2 separate regions of the Zea mays genome follow, and region 1 is linked to region 2. The links are chromatin contacts, called in public Hi-C maps. All regions are on one chromosome and are shown on one strand. Each heading gives the region's core, a stretch centred on a gene start, on an enhancer-like site or on the middle of the called end of the contact. The rest is flanking DNA. Distances are from core to core; before and after follow the strand shown. Region 1 holds the start of LOC100284422 (RING zinc finger protein-like). Region 2 holds the start of LOC103646038 (scarecrow-like protein 8).

Region 1 (4,243 bases), core at 626-3,125, 140 kb before region 2:
TTTCGGTGCGCGAGAACCAGGGGTGGCCGAGTGGCGGAACTGGAGATGCGTTGCAGGTAGAAGACTACTACACCTGTCAAGAGCGCTCTCTGGCTTTCAGAGCGAGACTGAACAATCTGACCTACTTTTTCTGCTGCAGATTATGTTTCAGATCATGGTTCTTCTTGCTTCCTTTACCAAAACACAAGCGCGCACAAACAACATATCATGGTTCGGCGTCGGGTGTCTCATCTCTGGATCTGAAACTTCCTGGAGTCTGAAGACCGTCAGTGATGGTTGACACGGATGATTGGACCGTGGAAAGGAACGGAGGGACTCGGCGCATTTGGTCGCACCCCCGGCTGTCTGATTAGCATTTGCCACTGTTGGTTGATGCTCTAGACTCTAGAGTTGCGAGAGAGATTGGTTGCCAATTCAATTCAAATCCTGTGTGTTGGACAACACAGCACCAGGTTGGCCCGAAATTCTCCTGTGTGTGGACAGCTGTTACAGCAATGGGTGGCCGCACCACCGGATCCACGGAACATCTGGAGCCTTGGCGCTTTCCCGTTGAAGCAGCAGAAATATTTTGTGGCACACTGCACAGGTTGGAAAAAGTTCGCGTGCTTGGGTTGGGTGTGTCCTTGCGAGACGGAAACCGTGCAGAGGAACGGAGCCGTCCACCGGTCCACGGATGTACCGAACCCGAGCAGCTGCCCTGGGTGACCTGACTGACCTGAGCGAGCAGCCAGAAAGCATGGCTGGCAGTGGCACTGGCAGGACAAAAAGCGGGCCCAAATCATGCATCGACACGCCTAGCTCATCGACAAAAATTTAATCCGCGCAAAGATTCACAACTCCACAAACTTGGAAGACGGAATCTACCTATGCACAAGAGGGATCTAATCTCCTAGCCTTTTTTTGGGGGGGTGGCCGCTTTACTCATTTTGCCTATGTACAATTCGAGAGCCTTGGGTTTCTTCTCTGCCTCGGCTGCTGTCCGTCCCCGTCCCTCCCACGGAACGGAAGCAAGCAAGCAAGCGTCGATGGATCCAGGCAGACGCGCATTCCCCACGGGGGAAGTGGCGGGCGGTGGTGAGCTCTCACTGGTAGCCGCCCAGGCCGGTGAGCAGCAGCTCGTGCGGCCGCAGCAGCGTCGGGGAGGGCACGGGCGCCAGCGGCGCGCCGAGGTAGGAGAAGTCGAAGTCGGAGGCGTCGGGGACGCCGGCGGCGGCGGCCCAGAGCGCGCCGGCCATCTCGTCGGGGATGAGCGGCGCGCGGCAGAGCGGGCACGTGCGCTGGTCGTGCTCCATCCAGCGGTCGAGGCAGGCCCGGTGGAAGACGTGGCGGCAGTTGCTGAGCCGCCGCACCTCGTCGCGGCCGCCGATGCCGCTCAGGCACACCGCGCAGTCTCCGGGCTCCGGCTCCAGCTCCAGCTCGTCGAACCGCACCACGGGGAGGACCTCCTCGATGACCATCGCCGGCACCGCCCGGAACTCCGGGCGCCGGTGCTGCAGCATCGCCGCCTGCTGCGGCAGGTCCCGCCCCTGCGCGGCGGCGCCGTGCTGCTGCTGCTGGTGGTCCTGCAGCAGCGCCTGGTGGTCGTCCCCGAGATCCAGCAGGTCGCCGAGCCCCACGGCGTCGAACGCCCAGAGGAGGAAGCGGCGGATGTACCCCAGCAGCAGCAGGAGGTGGAGCAGCTGCTTCGGGAGCACCAGCTCCGAGTAGCCCACCGGGAAACCCATGCCTGCCGCGACCGGGGCAGCGCTTGTCCGGATTTGCGCCCTGGGCGTGTCCGGGCTTGCGGTGGTGGGAGGGGGAAGGTGGGGGCGACGCGATGTGCCGGGTGCTTCTTGCGGATATGCCGATATGGCGCGGTGGCGATGCGTGGACGGGAGAGGCGAAGCGGGCGCGGTGGTGGCTATATAAAGCGCGAGGAGGAGGGATGGGCGATGCGGGGCCGCATATCGTGCATTCGGTACTGGTGGGCTGGCCGGTGCCCCCCACTGCCCCCGTGCCGTGCCGTGCCTCCCTCGTGTGAGCCCAGCGCCCGAGCGACAGACCCACCCCGGACCCGGATTCCATCGCTCCCCTCCTCAACGCAGGCAGGGAGGGAATAGGAATTTCGTATTGGCCACTCGGTGGTCCGCTCGCCCCCGCCGTACCCACCCGCACACTACTGCCCTGCCGCTGCCGGATCGGTGCAATGCACGGTTCGCTAAAGGCAGACGAAGCACCTGTGCGTGCGGTGCGTGCATCTCTCCACCTCCCACACGGACCACGGTCCCACTGTCCACACACGTACTACCTGCAGGCTGTAGATACTACCAGTAACAGCCCGCCATTGCTACCAGGCCGGCCGGAAGGGGTCAAAACTTCTCAGCAGTCTACGCGTCAGGGACGCCATGTCCATTTGCGTGCGTGGAGTGAGCTCCAGCTATTCAAAAGTTTTAAGGCTTCCTCCGTGTCCGTGGACGGGGGAGATCTCTTTCTCCTTTCTTTTGGACACGTAGGACGAGAACTGACGGCAAAGGATCGAGCGTGCTGCAGCCTGCAGGTGGATAAAATAACCACCATCTATCTCTTGTTGCACCTCTCGCAACGCACATTAAAAGCTCCCGTCCCTGTACCAAGGACAGGGAGATGGCTAGCGCGCGGTGAAAAAGAAAAATAAAAGAAAGGGATGGTTGCACGAAGGTTCTTGGATCCTTTTGCTTCTCGACCACGAGACGAAAGGGATGGGGGAAAGGACGCAAACGCAAGTTGCCGGGTGACTCGGTCGAGTGCTTTGTCTCGTTCTGGCCCCCCGGGGGGAAGTCTCGCTCGCATGCTGGCCGCCCCTGCCGTCTGCTCAATGCTCATCATGCATCGCATGGCGCCGTGGGTTCACGCACCGCTTCTTTTTTTTAGGTTGCTTTTGCCTGATATTTTACGACGCCCGTTTCTCTCAGCGCGCTTGGGCTTGCATCATGCCCGATCTTTCTGTGTACGTGCGGGTCTCTAGTTTATATAGGCCCGCCAAGTCAAAAGAGGACGGCACGCGTTGGTTTCTGCTTTACGTTGCTGGTGTGGAATTTGTTGCGGCTCATGTCACCCCGGACATCTCTTGGAAAGCCAAAGTTAGTAGGAGTAGAAAAAGGCAGAGTCACCACGTCACTATATATCTGTTTGGCTTCGCAGCAGTGGATTAGTTAAATTTACTACGCATCAGTGAACATGAGGGGAGGAAAAACTACCACTGCAGCAACTTCGGCGGGGTCAGTGTTTTCAGACGTCGCTACAGACACCCGACATCATGCAAATTACATTAATGATACGTATGTAGCATCACGGTGTCCGTATAGTATTTCACTAATACGATCCGCCAAAACTTACACGGTAGCGTGCCCTACAAAGCTACATAAGCATAGCAAAACTAATCAAAGCGCTTATGGATTATGGACGGGCCCAGTACAGAAAGTGCCCCCTATCCCTGCGGTCCAACTCCAACTACCAGCAGTGCGGACGCGCTAATCGTCTTTTCCGTGCTGCGCCCAGGTGATGTGAAGGTCGGTCGATGATTTGTTTGATCTCAGCCCGTCGGTGCATTTTTTTTTGTTCATTCACAAAAAAGCGCCCGTCGGTTCCGCATAGTTAGCTGCCGCTCGCAGTACTGGTCAAACAGTAGCGTGATGGTCTAAAGACTAAAGACGATCAAGAACAGCAGGTGGATCATTCCCGCCCGCGGCCCGTTCCAAACGATCAGGGAGACCAGAACCAGATCCTTTTTTCGGCCAATAAACAATGGCGGGGGATACCCTGTTCGCTGCATATTAGCATAGTGTCTTGCTATCAAGAAGAAGGAAAAAAACAGCAGAGGATGATGCAACCACAGCCACTCCTTTTTATACCTACCGAGGACAGGCACGCGTGTAGACTAGTAGAGAACTAGAGATCACCCACTAACCCCCCCTCCGGTTCAAAAGGCAGGCAGGAAGGCAGGCCGGCCGGCCGGCCGGCCATCCTTATCGCCACCTCGGCTGGCTTTAAAAGCTGGAAAAGGAAACTCGCGCGCCTGATGTAACCGGCTGGATTCTCCGAGAGATTTTGCATCGGCGGCAACCGTGTGCGTGCGTGTCTTCGAGAAGGTCTCAGGCTCTCAGCTCAGCTCAGCTCAACTCAAGGGCGTTTCAACTTCAGTATGAGCTGACACTTGATGTCTCGATCGTTGAGGTGACCAAGATAACTAAGGCCTTGTTCGTTTGTGTCTGATTGCACCCGGAAT
Region 2 (4,724 bases), core at 1,754-4,253:
ACGCCTCGTAGTGCAATGCACTGGCATTTCGTTTCGTGCACCTCTGTCTCTCCCATCGTAGTGAGTGATCTCTAATTGCCCCCAAGCTTTCATTAGTTTAATCCCAAAAGCAACCAGTATTTATTTAACCGATCAATTTCATGGGTTCGGTTGGGCTGAGTAGAGCAGAGCAGAGCAGGCTGCAAAGAAAGAAAAGAACTCACCAAACCGCAAACTACTACTACTTCCAAGTGGCAATTTCCTTACCATGACTGCGCTTCACCTTCACCTAGCCTACACTTGTACTCCTACGTGGCAAACAAATATTAATCGACAGGAAAGGGGTCGGGGTCGGGCCCAGCTGCACATTTCGCGCCCACTAGTTAGGCAGCACCGCTACTGTACAGGTCTAAAAATATAATACTGCTAGCACCACGATCACCATGAATGAATCAGAGAGAATGTTATCTTCTTCTACCAACATGCCACACAAAATTAGGAGGAGATTGCGATATAACTTACTCTTTTCCATATACTACTATGAGCAGTTATAAGAATTATGAGTCGCTACAGCTAGGAAGGATTTTTACCAGATCATGGCAAACTCATCACTCCTCACCCAATCAAGGTAAAAAAAAAGGAAGAAGGGAGAACGAGGAAAGCAATAGCTCGAATTATGTAACTGACAATTTAGTGACGGCAATAATGGCCCGGGCGGGCGGTCGGCCGCCCGCCGTGGTCTAGCGCCACGCGGAGGCGACGGTCACCGCGCGCCCCATCCAACAGAACCGGAGCACGCCGTTCTCCGCCTTGACTGTGAACCCGGGCGGTACATGGCCGACGCGGGCGCCGACCAGCTCTTCGGCAATGCTCGAGCCGAGCGACACCGGGCGGAAGCCCGCCATGCCGAACCTGGCGCGCCACTTGCCGAAGACCTCGCACCGCTCCAGCCGGTCGGGGCCATCCCGGCCGACCGCGTTCGCCGCCTTCTTCGACAGGGCCGCCTCGGCCCTGGCCTTCTCCGCAATCTCCCGCGCCAGCGTCGCGTCCAGCGACTCCAGGATGGCGCCGTAGTGCGCGCACGCGTCAGTGAAGCGCGCCGCCAGCGGTGCCGTATTGGTGTTCAGTTCCTGCTCGACGAGGGTCACCACCTGCGGGCCCAGCGCGCGCACGCGGCGGAGCAGCTCGTCGCGGGGGTTGGCCGGAGAGACGCTCTCGTCGGGCACGTGGGAGAGTGCGAAGGCGAGGTTGACCGCGACCGCCTCCCCCGGCTCGCAGCACAGCCTGGACGCATCCAGCTCTGCTGCTCTGCAGCTGACCACTGTAAAGCGGTACTCCACGCCAGCTCGCTCGGCGAGCTTCTTCAGCCGCTCCTCGATGGCTGGTAGCGATGCGGTTAGAGACTGCGTGAACGGCGAGCTCGGGTCGGTGACGGCGGTGACCTTCAGGGACCTGCCCTGCACGCGTCGGTCGGCGAGGTACTGGATGAGAGCCGCGTGCTGCGGGAAGCTGACGTCGAAGTCGACGAGGTGGATGGCGCGGTGGTCGCCCACCGCTTCGACGATGGCGGCGCTGGCGGCGTGGAGGGCGACGCGGAAGCACGGGGAGAGGTCCTGTAGGAGTTGGGACCCGGCGCGCTGCTCGACGCTGCAGAGGTCGGCGAGGAGTTGAGATGGGGCGGAGGCGGCCGGAGCAATGCGGGAGGACAGGGCGGCCACCATCATGGCAATCAGCCGCTGTTCCGCATCGCCGTGCTGGTTAGCCGCGCGCTTCAGGGCGGCCAGATGGGCGGCCGCCGCTTCGTGATGGCCATCCGCGATAGCGACCGCGGCTTCAGACAATAGCTGCCTCGACGCGGCCCCGGGGGTCGGCGGCGAGCAGGACGCGGACGAGGACGCCGTGGAGGAGTTTGACGGTGACCTCGTCATCCCGACGTTATTATTGTTGTTGTTTGGGGTCGCCGCTGCAGGGAGCCCGGGCGACGGCGCGGCCGCGATGGAGCTGAGCTGCTGTATCGTCTCCTCCCACTCGGAGTTGGTGACGGCGGAACCGGTGCCGCTCATCGCCGCAACCGGCTCGTCGTCGTCGTCGTCGTCCAGCAGCTGCTTCTCGAGCTCCTGCAAAATGAACAGCTCGCTCGAAACCGACGGCTGAGGCAGCGGCGCCGTCGACAGCCCGAAGGGCTGCGTCTGCGGTGAGGACGTCGTGAGCGGCACCTGCCGCTGCAGCTGCGGCTGCATCAGCGGCACCGCCGCCCTGGACGCGGTGGTGAGCGACGACGAGAGCGTCGACGAAGGCGACGCTAGGCCCCCTCCAAAGCTGGACCCGGGTAGAACCAGAGGCTGAGCCGGGGTGCCTCCCAGCAAGGCGGCGATATCGACCGCCGCAGCCGTGCGCTGCCTCACGGCGCGCAGGTACAGCGCCTGTTGCGCGGCCACCTGCTGCTGCTGGTGGTGCTGCCACCTCTCCAGCTCGCCGAGGCTCCTCTTGAGCACTCCTCCACCGGCTGCCGCGTCGGCCCGCTGCTGCAGCTGGAGCTGGAGCTGCATCGCCGATCCGACCCCGTAGGAGTAACCCTGGCGCGGATCGCGCCACGGCGCGCCTGGCTCCATGCAGGGCGGGGCAGGTCGGGGCAGGGAGAGCAGAAAGAGAGGAGGAGGAGGAAGGTGACGAGACGAATCTACCGAGGAGGGAGGGAGGGAGGGAGGAATGGAATGCTATGGGCTATGGCTACCTCCAAATGCTATGGCTACAACAACAGCTACGGGTCCAGCTAATGGGAGCCGGTGCCATTCAATTCAATTTGCTTCTCCGATAATAAAACCGCCACCCCTCCCCCATCTCCGCTGCTGCGGTTACGTTTATAAAAGTGAGACCGGCGTTTGGGATCCGACACCGATTCGGCGGCACTCCCGCTGACGGCGTGGGCCAGCCAGCCGGTGGCGGGGAATCGATGGTGGTGTTTATCGGGAGGCGTTGTGGCGGGGCCCCGGCTCGCTTTGGTACTATAGTAGATTTTAATGCGAGGGCGGGGGCTGCAGGGTGAATCCGTGATGGGCAGGCCGGGCAGTGTGAAGGAATGGAAACGGGCAGCGCGGGTTACCAGCTGAGACCGAGACCGGGCGCCGTCGCGTGATCGCGTCACGTCACGCAACTTCGCCCGCGATGACGCCGTCGCGCTCCTTCCCGCTGCGAGGAGGCGTCGGGACGACCTGGGGGCTGGCTGGCTCCCGGGTGGCGTGGCCTGGCGCCTTTCACCCGCCGACGCGACGCCTGCCGGTGGCCGCCGCCACTACCGGTTTTGCGGGAACCGCCCCTCAGTTTCGACGCATTTCGAGCCGATCCACGGAAACCGATCACGACACGCTAGGCCACCTGCGATTTCGTAAAACTAGGCGCTGGATTCCGCAAATGTCGCTTTTTTTGGGAACTTTGGTACACACCGGGCCACACGGTTAGTAGTCCTGGCCAGCATTAAACGACCAAGATACCCCTGACGGATTACGTGATCTGTCAGTGCGTGGAGGGATGGGGGAAGCTGGGGAGGGTAGTTTCGGCAGATCGAGAAACGTTTTAGCGGTGCGTATGCGTATGTGTAAGTAAAAGGTTTCTTGCTTGGGGGGGTGGTGCGTTGGGAATTAGTTAGGAAACCGGAATATCCACCCAACAACCACGTACCCACCTTTTCTGGTGTCTAGAACCCTGATTCTCTTTTTTTCCTTAGCCCCGAGTGTGTCCACACCACTTCATATCATATTCATATACGTGCATACAGTATGGAGTATCACACTAAAAAAACAATACTTACTCCGTGACCTATCCTGATAGAGTGGGAAAGCCATTGTGTACACTCAACGCTTGTGGGACGGAGACACCGCCGTGATCAAATTCTACGCACACCAGGCTACAATTCCATGCTTTCTTGGTTCATACTCGCTGGTGACTTGGAAATTTCCTGTTTCCCGGCCTCTCGCCGTAAGACTTGTACACACTCTTAACCCACCAACGATGAGTGGACAGAGAAAATCCCTGCACGAACAGACGACGGACCCGTGCGATACGTGTGAGCCAACGATTCCGAATGTTCCGGGCCAAATTGCTCCAAATAAAAAAAAACACCAACGATGTAACCCTCCAGTGGGAAGCCCCATGACATCTGGGTCCGGATTGCGGGTCCAGCACTACCGACACCTGTATTTCGATTTCCGTCTAATGTTCTGTAGCACCGGCGAGCAGGTCCCGGTGTGGTTAGGGGTGAAAACGGGCGGATACGGACGGATATTAGCTCATCCTGTATCCTACCCTAATGTATTTAAAACGGATTCGGGATCGGATACGGATAGTTAGAAACGGGACGGATACGGATACAGGGACCGGATATTTATCCGGGCGGATAAGTGACGGATACGGATATTATTTGATCGGATATCGGATACTTGTCGGATAATGCATTAATTGGTTATCAAAAAATATTCTTGTTCGACCACGAAATTGCAAGTAAATTAATACTAATAAGCATTTAATAGAAGATAATCTCAAGTTCCCACGTAAAAATGGTAAAGTGAAGTATTGATTATGTTGAAACTTGGAAACTTAGAGTGATTTCACGTGTAACTCACGCAATAAGTGGAAATAAAATAGAAGAAACGTTGACATCCTGTGGATTTTATGGTCCCATTATTTTTTATGACTATATGTGGCCATATGTTGTACCTTCGTATAATTTCATAGATTTCTGAGGCTAT

What was found. A called contact is a pair of places that touch in the nucleus more often than the background predicts.
Region 1: a contact with region 2 is called in a Hi-C map of endosperm, with 4 times the contacts expected there. The contact joins the promoter of LOC100284422 here to the promoter of LOC103646038 in region 2. A contact is called at or near these places in 13 of 25 Hi-C or Micro-C datasets (bundle sheath, ear, endosperm and 5 more) and 2 of 3 datasets of contacts at active chromatin or transcription factors (leaf and seedling).

Annotation. Positions count from the first base shown.
Region 1 is chr2:16,115,209-16,119,451 of Zm-B73-REFERENCE-NAM-5.0, reverse strand. It overlaps LOC100284422 (RING zinc finger protein-like), which reads right to left and starts at 1,875. Exons shown (of 1, transcript NM_001157317.2): 1 at 800-1,875. The coding sequence starts at 1,724. The coding sequence ends at 1,083.
Region 2 is chr2:15,972,019-15,976,742 of Zm-B73-REFERENCE-NAM-5.0, reverse strand. It overlaps LOC103646038 (scarecrow-like protein 8), which reads right to left and starts at 3,003. Exons shown (of 1, transcript XM_008670776.4): 1 at 428-3,003. The coding sequence starts at 2,591. The coding sequence ends at 720.